Linked DNA regions of Zea mays: all the other regions are linked to region 2. A link is a contact called in public Hi-C data. All regions are on one chromosome and are shown on one strand. Each heading gives the region's core, a stretch centred on a gene start, on an enhancer-like site or on the middle of the called end of the contact. The rest is flanking DNA. Distances are from core to core; before and after follow the strand shown.

What was found. Hi-C and Micro-C count contacts between places; a contact is called where the count stands out from the background.
Region 1: a contact with region 2 is called in a Hi-C map of endosperm, with 3 times the contacts expected there. The contact joins the promoter of LOC100216682 here to the promoter of LOC541694 in region 2. A contact is called at or near these places in 4 of 25 Hi-C or Micro-C datasets (ear, endosperm, leaf and 1 more).
Region 3: a Hi-C map of tassel shows a contact between it and region 2, with 2.4 times the contacts expected there. The contact joins the promoter of LOC111274019 here to the promoter of LOC541694 in region 2. A contact is called at or near these places in 3 of 25 Hi-C or Micro-C datasets (bundle sheath, leaf and tassel).

The regions. Positions count from the first base shown.
Region 1 is chr1:100,180,818-100,184,364 of Zm-B73-REFERENCE-NAM-5.0, reverse strand. It overlaps LOC100216682, which reads right to left and starts at 1,348. Exons shown (of 2, transcript NM_001366966.2): 1 at 1,121-1,348; 2 at 1-631. The coding sequence starts at 1,180.
Region 2 is chr1:99,765,245-99,768,875 of Zm-B73-REFERENCE-NAM-5.0, reverse strand. It overlaps LOC541694 (myc transcription factor 7), which reads left to right and starts at 1,755. Exons shown (of 1, transcript NM_001348556.1): 1 at 1,755-3,631. The coding sequence starts at 1,894.
Region 3 is chr1:100,270,204-100,273,948 of Zm-B73-REFERENCE-NAM-5.0, reverse strand. LOC111274019 reads right to left here and starts at 1,371. Exons shown (of 2, transcript NM_001357142.1): 1 at 1,128-1,371; 2 at 1-225.

The sequences.
Region 1 (3,547 bases), core at 99-2,598, 420 kb before region 2:
TGGGCGGGGTGAAGCTCTGCCTCTTCTGGGCGTCGCGCAGCGGCGAGGAGGACGTGGAGTCGCCGTCGCCGCTGCCGCCGACGGCGGGCCGGAGGAGCCAGCTCCTGGCCTTGGCGGCGTCGGGGGAGCAGCCCACGACCTTGCATCCGAGGGAGCAGAAGCGGAAGTTGTCGAGGAGGCTGCGGGCGCACACCTCGCAGAGGTTGGCGGACGCCGACGCGGCCTTGCATCCAGGCCTCTGCTGCTGGGGCCGCTCGTTGAGGAAGACGACGCGGGCGCTGTTGATGACGTAGGTCTGCACCCCGGCGATGTCCATGAAGCGCTGGATGTCGGACACCCGGATGACGTCGTGGTAGGAGGAGCGCCGGATCTGGATGGTGTGGTGGTCGCGGTGGGCCTGCGCCAGGCACAGCGAGCACAGGGCGCGCGCGCCCGCGCCCGCGCCCGCGGCGGAGCAGTCCAGGCAGAACATGTTGCACTCGCCGCTGCGGTGCGAGTCGCCGTGCGTCCTGCAGTGCGCGAAGAAGCGCGCCGAAAGCAGCGGCTGCAGCCAGCGCGGCCACTGCCCCGCGTACGCCGCCGTGGCGACCTCCTCCTCCTCCTCCGGCTCAGGGTCAGGGCCGCCGCCGCCCTGCACGGACAACCATGTTTCCGTCAGTTGACTCGCTTTGCTCGATGGCGAAGCATTTGAATTGGCTGTTTGCCAAGAAAAGCTCCGTCACACAGATAGATCGGCAAACAAACAAGATGGAATAGTAGTCTGCAAGAGAGAGAGATTCGGTTGCTTGCGCTCAAAAAAAAAAAAGTTTTAAAAAATTATTGCTCGGGGAACGGCGGCACGGGAGACAATCAGAACGAGACGCCAAGGCAATGCGGAGATCCCAAAGAAAGGGTCGAGGGAGGCGGTGGACAAAAACAGTCGTTGAATCTAAGGCATGGCCGCCGCCATTGCTGCACGTAAGTAAGCGTTCGTCGCCAACAGTAACGGAAAGGAGCAAAAAAAAAAAAAAAACGTTCTTTTCTTGGCCGGCAAGAAGAGAAATCGAGAATGGCAGGGCTCGGGGCTACAAAAGGATATATAGGAAGGCGATGGACGAGCGGCTCCGGCCAGGTGACTCACCATGATCCTGCGGTTCTTGAGGCGGAGCTCCTTGAACGGGGACTCGTGGTCGATCGCCATCGCACCCTCCGATCCTCTCCTTCCTCCCTCGGAGAGACTGGGAAGAGCCGAACCGAGCCTTCTCGTCGTCGTCCTTGCTCCTACGACCCTTGCTGTCGCGGTTTCAGGCGGCGACGGGAGGGAAGGAAGGAAAATGTGGGCAGGGGGCAGGTGAAGCGAAGCAAGCAGAGGGGAAATGGGCTAGTGGATGGGCTTTATATGCCCGCGGCCTGCGGACTTGGGTCGAGAGGTGGGAATCGGAATAGCAACGGGGTCGCTGTCTGCGCGCTCGCTGGCTGCGGCACAAACAAGGCAGGGGTCGGCGTTCTTATCCCCTCCCTCCCCCTTTCCCTTCCTTGCAGTTGCAGGTCGCCAGGTCTAGCTCGTCGTTGCATAGCATACCAAGCCCAACTCTTCAAAACCAAACAAATCCTCATCTTTACTATATACATCCTCACGCGGGCAGAAACAGAAAGGCTATATATAAAAAAGAGTAAGAATCCATCCATCGATCCATCCATCCAATTTGAAATTCGAAATCGCAGCATCGGCGTCTGCCGTAACAGCAGCCCAGCAGATGCGTTATTCGCAAGGAGGAGGGGCCATTAATTAATCGATGTGGTGGATGGATTTAAATACTTGGTTTAAGTACGCCGCCATTAATCAACTGTTGGGGTTCCCTTCCCTTTCCCTTTCCCTGGCCCCCACTATCACACGCCTGCTCCGCGCTGCTGCCGGACCAGGCAACGCAGGAGGGCGTGGCGAGCCTGCTTGACCTCGCCGGACGGACGGCACCCTTTTCCGTCCCGGTTTGGACGGCCGAAAGCCCTTGCCTTGCTGCTCAAGTCGGTTGGACCATAGTGGCAGGTTTTGGTAATGCCACGTTTCAGCTCCGGATTTGCCTTCTCTAGGCTTGCGAAGAGCTTTACCAAACAACCATTTTAGGAATGAGAGATTCTATTTGCTACGTATTTCTATTTGGCACCACTTCACTTCACCCCATGATTTTAATTTTTTTTTTTACTTCAGCTCTATCGATGAAATTAGATCTGGTCTCTCTCTGGCTTTGGCAAATCCGGAATTATTATTGTATGTTTTCTCCATCCCGTCCCAAACTTCTACAAGAGTAGATTTTAAGGAGCTCCCTAGATATGAAACCATTCCATTTTTATCCGTTTTTGCACAAAACGGCTCCAAAACGACTCTTTGAAGCTGGTGGAGAAGCCATGCCAAACAGGACTGTATATAGAGAAGCCAGGGCTGCTCAAATATGGCTTCTCCTCACAAATTTAACATAAACTGTCGCTGCCGGTACAGTGGCTGTTGGCTTTGTTGCCAAAGGTTTTACAGAACAGATTCAGCTTCACCAGACACGCTGCTCTACACCCCCCCTCCTACTATCTTAGTATTAGTATGCTAATTTTCAAGCCTAGATATTTGCCACATTCATCATAGAAAAATCAAAAGCAAAAATTACCCCATTTACTATTTCACTAACAAACGTTAACTCTCAAGGTTAGAAAATTACCAATTAGCTAGAAGAAGAAGAAAAAAAAATTTAAAGTACCCTTCTACATGTTGGTCAATTACCCACTACTGCATTAACCAAAAGGTAACCCCTAAAGTAATCTTCTGTCTATCTCTATTACCAGCCCATCACATTATTGGAAAAAAAAGCTTTTGTTATATTGGATATTTTCTTTTACAACAAAACAAGATTCAAAGTTGCGAATGGTAGATTCAAAGTTGCAAGGATAAATACTTTGTGCGCACAAAGGCATCCATCCATGGGCCAGATATTGACAGGTTCACCTCTCTTTCTTTCTATAGCACTATTGCAAAAGAGAAGCAGGAGTATTGTCCAATTTTAAGTGCTCCAAACCCATCATGATCAATTACCTCCACTCCCTCTTTTGAGAAATTTGAGTGAAACTCTGAGCAACTCGAGCACAAGTAACTCTGACCGACTCAAATGCACGCAACTCGTACAAACTCAAACAGATATATCTTGCACTAAACTCCACCGGATCAAGTGGACAAGGAGATATATAGCATGTTTGGTTCACTGTCTAACTTGCCACACTTTGTCTAACTTTTCAGTCTAAAATTAGTTATTCAGTTCGGACGACTAACCTTAAGTAAAGTGTGACACATTTAATCACGAACCAAATCGGCCAAGCCAATTCAAACCCATGCAACTCTAAGTGTTGTTTGACACGCACCGTGGACAAGCAGAGATTTGCAAATTTTCCATCCTCATCATTGAACTTTGGAAATTTACCCTTAGCCCCACAATTCACATAGATACAGACGTACGACCCATAAATCATAGATTTGAGAAGAATTATAAACAAAGAGGCAACAAGGTCATGGACAAAATTCTAAGTA
Region 2 (3,631 bases), core at 506-3,005:
TTTAGGGTTAGGGATTTCGGAAAACTTGAGAAATAGATGGAGCGAACAATAGGAGGGGAACAAGCTGCAGCTCACCACTGTGTCATTGGCTGCCTTCCTCCGTGGTCCGGCCGCCGGGCGTAGACTGGGGCGCCCTCCACCGTGTCCGTTGTGCTCCCCCGTGGCAAGGAAGTTGGCGCCCCTCCACTGCATGTAGGGAGCATCGTGGAGGCCCAAGGCGGACCTCCGTGCGGCAATGGTTGGGGTCGACGGTGCGGCGGCTGCGTGTGAGAGAAGGTGTAGCGTGTGAGGCGAGGAGATCCAAACACGTGCGAGGACCGAGGAAGGGCAGGGGCGTTGCTGGAGAGGGAGCGGTTGCTGTGTGACGCTCGTGCGGAGGAGAGGATGAGGAGGAGCGAAGCACGAACAGGTCTCGCGGCGGCAAAGGCTTTTGGTTGGGGATACGAAACATCTCAGAATTGCGACAACGGCTGTGCACGGTGAGCTCGACGACGACTCCGTCTTGCCCGCCTCATGCTCGCGATGGATGTGAAGGCGGAGGTCGAAGCGCCTGGGGCAGGGCGTGGTGGAGACGAACCTCCCGCATCACTTCGTCAGGTTGGGCACGTCGAGGCCCCTGGAAAGCGACGACCAACGGTCCCCGGGGGAGCGGGAGGGCGGACAAGCAGGCCGACGCGGCGTGGGATAGGTAAGCATAGTGGAGGAACGATTGCTTGACAGGGGGAGCGGGACTTGGGATCCAGGCTGCGGGCGCCGCGCCGCCGCCGCTTAGGGTTTTGGATCCGAATAGGGGAGGCAAAACAGGAATCGCGAGCAGGTGTGCGTCGGGGAAGAGGGCGCACACATCGGACGACAGAGGGACTTTATGGCGTATTGGACGGTCCAGATCGCTGGAAGGCAGAACATGTCAGGGGCAGCCTACCCCTTAGAGTCTTAATAGGTAGTATAGATATTGCTTTTATTCATGTGCTGCGTAGTGGGAGCAATGAAAAATAGATGAAACATTTTGTGTGTGTAAGGTGTGGCAATGGTAGGTAATTCCTCCTCAAGTTATCACGATAGTGGGTCTTTTTACCGAATAAGCTAAAGTAAGCATATGTATAGGATTAACCTCTAGATTATATAAAATCAGGTTCAATAACGTGTCTGTTTATTTCCCATCTAGATTATTTAAGTTAAATTATACTTTCTCTGTCTCAAAACAGTAGTCGTTTTAGCTCTTGTTTTTATATCTATATTTAAATGGATGATGAATATATATATATATATATACATATATAACATATAAATTAAATACTATGTGTATTGTATGCATTCATTAATTATGTAAATGAATTTTAATTTAAAATAGAGAGAGAGTATAATATAGAGTTCCAGATGTATTATAAGTTAAAACAAATAGGTTCTATATCTTCGACTAGCTCACTAGGCGGGCTTGATCTCCTATCGAGTCCCACGTGAGATTTAGCAAAGTATGCAACCTTAATAACCACGAAAATGTCTCCTAATTCCTATGGCCTATACACCATGATATCTGACTGACAACCGGGCCCATTTCGTAGGAGGCGGGCTAGGAACCCGGCGGTTACACAAACCTGGCCCTGGAATGTAGGTTTGCCCTCCTAAATCAACCTGAGGGATTACCCGTTTTACCTGGTCCCGCCCTGACCCCGGGCGACGACATGTTCCCGTATTTGCCCTCGCCCAGCCGGACAAGAAGCGAGACAAGCGCCCATCCTTGGCTCGGGCGTTTTCGGGTTTGCGCCATAATCCCACGGAATCCGCATTCTGAACCATTTCCTTCGCTTTCCCCTTCGCCCTCTCTCTCTCCCAGTCTCCACCCACCATTTCTCCTCCTCTTTCCGTCGGGTCTACTGCACCTTGCCCTCCCCCATGAACCTGTGGACGGACGACAACGCCTCCATGATGGAGGCCTTCATGGCTTCTGCCGACCTCCCCACCTTCCCCTGGGGAGCGCCGGCCGGGGGCGGCAACTCGTCGGCCGCCGCGGCGTCGCCGCCGCCGCCGCAGATGCCAGCGGCGACGGCTCCCGGGTTCAACCAGGACACGCTGCAGCAGAGGCTACAAGCCATGATAGAGGGGTCGAGGGAGACCTGGACCTACGCCATCTTCTGGCAGTCCTCCCTTGACTCCGCCACCGGCGCCTCGCTGCTCGGCTGGGGGGACGGCTACTACAAGGGCTGCGACGAAGACAAGCGCAAGCAGAAGCCGCTCACGCCCTCCGCCCAGGCCGAGCAGGAGCACCGCAAGCGCGTGCTCCGCGAGCTCAACTCCCTCATCTCCGGCGCGGCGGCGGCTCCCGACGAGGCCGTCGAGGAGGAGGTCACCGATACCGAGTGGTTCTTCCTCGTCTCCATGACGCAGTCGTTTCTCAACGGTTCGGGCCTCCCCGGGCAGGCGCTCTTCGCCGGGCAGCCCACATGGATCGCCTCTGGCCTCTCCTCCGCGCCGTGCGAGCGCGCGCGTCAGGCCTACAACTTCGGCCTCCGCACCATGGTCTGCTTCCCCGTCGGCACCGGGGTGCTCGAGCTCGGCTCCACCGACGTCGTGTTCAAGACCGCCGAGAGCATGGCTAAGATCCGCTCGCTCTTTGGGGGCGGAGCAGGGGGTGGCTCGTGGCCGCCCGTGCAGCCTCAGGCGCCGTCGTCGCAGCAGCCCGCCGCCGGAGCCGACCACGCGGAGACGGACCCGTCCATGCTATGGCTCGCCGACGCGCCGGTCATGGACATCAAGGATTCCTTGTCGCACCCGTCGGCCGAGATCTCCGTCTCCAAGCCTCCGCCGCATCCGCCGCAGATCCATTTTGAGAACGGGAGCACGAGCACGCTCACGGAGAACCCCAGCCCCTCCGTGCACGCGCCGCCACCCCCGCCGGCGCCGGCTGCTCCACAGCAGCGGCAGCACCAGCACCAGAATCAGGCGCACCAGGGCCCGTTCCGCCGGGAGCTCAATTTCTCGGACTTCGCGTCCACTCCTTCCTTGGCGGCGACCCCGCCGTTCTTCAAGCCCGAGTCCGGCGAGATCCTCAGCTTCGGCGCCGACAGCAACGCCCGGAGGAACCCGTCGCCGGTACCTCCCGCCGCCACCGCCAGCCTCACCACCGCTCCCGGGAGCCTCTTCTCGCAGCACACGGCGACCATGACGGCCGCCGCGGCGAACGACGCGAAGAACAACAACAAGCGCTCAATGGAGGCCACCTCCCGGGCGAGCAACACCAACCACCACCCGGCGGCGACGGCGAACGAGGGCATGCTGTCCTTCTCGTCGGCGCCGACTACGCGGCCGTCGACGGGCACGGGCGCGCCGGCCAAGTCGGAGTCCGACCACTCGGACCTGGACGCGTCTGTGCGCGAGGTGGAGAGCAGCCGCGTGGTGGCGCCGCCACCGGAGGCGGAGAAGCGGCCGCGAAAGCGCGGGCGGAAGCCCGCGAACGGGCGCGAGGAGCCGCTGAACCACGTGGAGGCGGAGCGGCAGCGGCGGGAGAAGCTGAACCAGCGCTTCTACGCGCTGCGCGCCGTGGTGCCCAACGTGTCGAAGATGGACAAGGCGTCGCTGCTCGGCGACGCCATCTCCTACATCAACGAGCTCCGGGGCAAGCTGACGTCGCTGG
Region 3 (3,745 bases), core at 122-2,621, 510 kb before region 2:
TGAGGTCAGCTAAACGAAACATATTCAGAAATTATGTAGCACTAACCACTTATGGAGGTGCCAGACAAGATTACAAATCCAAGTAAAGTTAGCAACTTAGTATACACTGACCTTTCCACACTGTTCTTCATCTCTATTGCATACTCTCTCTTATCAGTCTGAGCACGCAGTGCACGTACAACAGGGCCTTTTGAGCTGTTCAGTACACGCTTTTGCAAGTAGCACCTATCAGAAGAAGATGCAATCAGTATGCTAAGATATCTTTGTTGATTAACTAGCAATCAAAATATGGACTCTCAGCCATTTGCACTCAGAGAAACTCATTCTCCAGGCAACAAGACGTTTGAACTCGTACCTATCGGTATTTTTTCCAATTTCACCACCAAAGGCATCTACCTCATGGACAAGTTGAGACTTTGCAGGGCCACCAACAGCAGGGTTACAAGGCTGGGTAGGGTAGATGAGTTGAAGCAGAACTACACTTCTAATACTAAAATTTAAATGGAATTCATTAACAAAGAATGTTTCCTTATAGTTATAGGCTATAGCATACTAAGATATGCAACATACTAATCAAAAATCATCTCTTCAGTTTCTATCGTACATTCATACCTTGGAACAGAATTTGTGCCCTACAAAAATGTTATCACAGGTAAGAGTTCACATTGCTAAATTTCTACACTGCAGGGTTTGATGGATCAATTCTTCATATAAGGGACATGATTTTTATTATCTAGCATCAGGAGTCAATGTTCAAGTAATTTCAGTAATGAACCTGACTAGAATATCTACCATCGGGGCAAAGCTAGCTCAGCGCAGACCTGCCACGCAATCCGGTCAATGTTGAGCGTAAAAGCAGGGTGCGCGCGCCGAGGCGAGACGAAGCAAGGGCGGCCTCGCATCCGGCATGGCCGCCTCCGACCACAATGCCAAACCTCGTTACCCGGTAGTACCAGGAGCAAGTGCATCTAGCGTCGGAGAGTGAGATCTGTGCGCGAGAGACAGAGAAGAAGAGAACCGTGACCGCAAGGGGGTGCGGCGGACGATCGACCGGCCCAGTGTTCGGAGCGGGGAGAGGAGACGGGAGAGGGAGAGCTTGAGGGTGAGAGGAGAAGGCAGAGTCTGACCTCAACAGCGGCGGCTGCGAGAGGAACCCTAGCGCGAGCTCCAGGCGAGGATAGAGGCGGCTGTGAGGACCCTGGCTCCAACCCTAGCGCGAGATCCAGGCGAGGCGGCTGCGCGAGCTCCAGGCGAGGCGAGGCGGCTGCGCGAGCTCCACGCCAGGACACAGGGAAGGGGCCTGCGCGTGCTCTGAGCTGCGAGGACAGGGAGCGAGTGGAGCCTGGCTCTGGAGAAACGGAGATTTTGGCCGTTTGTGATGGGCCTGGATGAGATGGTTATTTTGCACGAGCGTGACCTGGCTCAAACATTTGTTCAAGCAACCAAACACACGGCACTGTCAAAAACTGTATCCGATGGGCCCTGCACGAGCGCAAACAGGTAACCAATCAGCCCCTATATAATGGTCTCTCCCTTTGCAGGCTGCAGCTAGCTAGAGTAGGCCTAGAGCCGAGCCCGATCGAGCACGTCAATCAGCGGCACAGCATGGATGGGACTTGGACTATTCGATCGACTAGCTTTTGAGGTGTTTGGTTGCTCCTGCTAAAGTTTAGCTCGGGTCACATCAAGCGTTTGACTTTTAAATAGGAGTATGAAATATAGACCCAACCATCTGGACTAGATTCGTCTCGTCTTTTAATCTTCGGCTGACAAATTAGTTTTATAATCCGACTACATTTAATACCTGGAACGGAGGTTCAAACATTTGATGGGACAGGGGCTAAATTTTAGCGGGGTGTAACCAAACACCCCCGCCTGATGACCTGGCTAGCTAGGAGCAAACCCCCATGCATCATGCATATGATTAAGCTGAACCACTACACAACATATATAATCTAATTGTTATCCATCCCATAATCTCCAACATTGATCGTCGCTCCAACCACACAAACGGATACTCATGCCCTGCCGTCGGTACCAACCATCATCATGCCTGCCTGTGCCGCACCATCGGCAAGGCCTAGGCCCTACCCTTCGTTTCCCCATTTTCCTCTCCCATTCCAAGCTAGTCTTACTAGAACAAACCTGCCACCACCACCACCATTTTTTCTCATCTCAAAAGCTTGCACTACCATCAGTTCAGTTGCCCCCCCCCCCCCCCCCCCCCGCCTTGTCCGGCCCAAAAGTGCAGAGACATGGATTCATACTGTACAGGATGATTAGGGGGTGGGAAATTGCAAATAAAACCGGATATTACTGTGCTCCGGCCCCATGATGGATTGATTACCCATGCATTTACTTATACTAGTCGGTTACCCGTACGTTGCGACGGCTCACAATAATACTCACGTAAATTATCCACCAAAAAGATTTCAAGATTTTTTATTAATTGTCTCTGCTCTTCCCATAATAATTTTTATAAATGCACGGGTCCCATAGGTAGCAAATCAGAGACTCTCATCCCTCGCCTCCATCACTTTCATGGTTTCGTAGAGTAGGAGGGGAAGGGAAGAGGCAGACATACTTGTTCGTTGCCGGAGAAGGACACAACAAATACCTGGGCATCTGGAGGCGACATAGGTAGCATACGGCTAGATATATAAGGAGAGAGCATGCAAGCGGAGAAAGAAGCCTAGCCGGAGCAACTCCAAACCGAGAGGCACCTGCACCAGGCGTCAATCCAAGGAGGGCGAGAGAATGTGAGTGTTTTTCCCAACCCTGGACCCGCCGAAGCGACACAACACCACCACCAACTCTGTAGCATATGACGATTGTTGGCACGCTACGGGTCTTGGTTGTCCAATATCTCAGACCTGGGCATCTGGAGGCGACATAGGTAGCATACCGCTAGATATATAAGGAGAGAGCATGCAAGCCGAGAAAGAAGCCTAGCCGGAGCAACTCCAAACCGAGAGGCACCCGCACCAGGCGTCAATCCGAGGAGGGCGAGAGAATGCGAGTGTTTTTCCCAACCTTGGACCCGCCGAAGCGACACAACACCACCACCAACTATGTAGCATATGCCAACTGCTGGCACGCTACGGGCCTTGGTTGTCCAATATCTCAGACCTAGACCCTCATCGCCAAGATAACCTAAGTGTGGCAGGCACCACCATGTCCTCCTCGACGACACACACGAAAAAGGCAAGGAGCATGACCGACTCGCGACTGCGACCGTGGGTGGGGGCAACAGGTTGGGGAGGAAGAACAGGGCAAAGGCCAGGAAGATGAACGGGATGTCCGACGACGGCGAAAACGAAGGTGCGCGCATGATGTGAAATGTCCTCGTGGATGTGCAATAGCCACTGCGCGAGTCGGTGTCAGGGCTGGTGTCGGACGAATACGGGGAGGAGGCGCATGCTCCTACGCCCTCTACCGAGAATGGGGTGGCGCGGAGGTGGAGGCATGAGGGGAGAGAAAAGAAGTAGAATGATGAACGACGTGGTGGCAACTGAGGCGATGACCATCATTATCGTGTGGAGTTATAGATGGCCAAATGAGTCGGGTCTGGCGAGCTGGTCCGAGTCACGACCCATTTAATAGTGCCTGAGCCAACCCGGCACGAGCGTCGTGCGGTGCTTGGCCCGTAGTGCTGGCCCGACCCGACAGGATTATTTTATTATTTGACAAAAAAATCATATTAACACATGTACAATTTATATTCAATATTATAAACACTTCAACA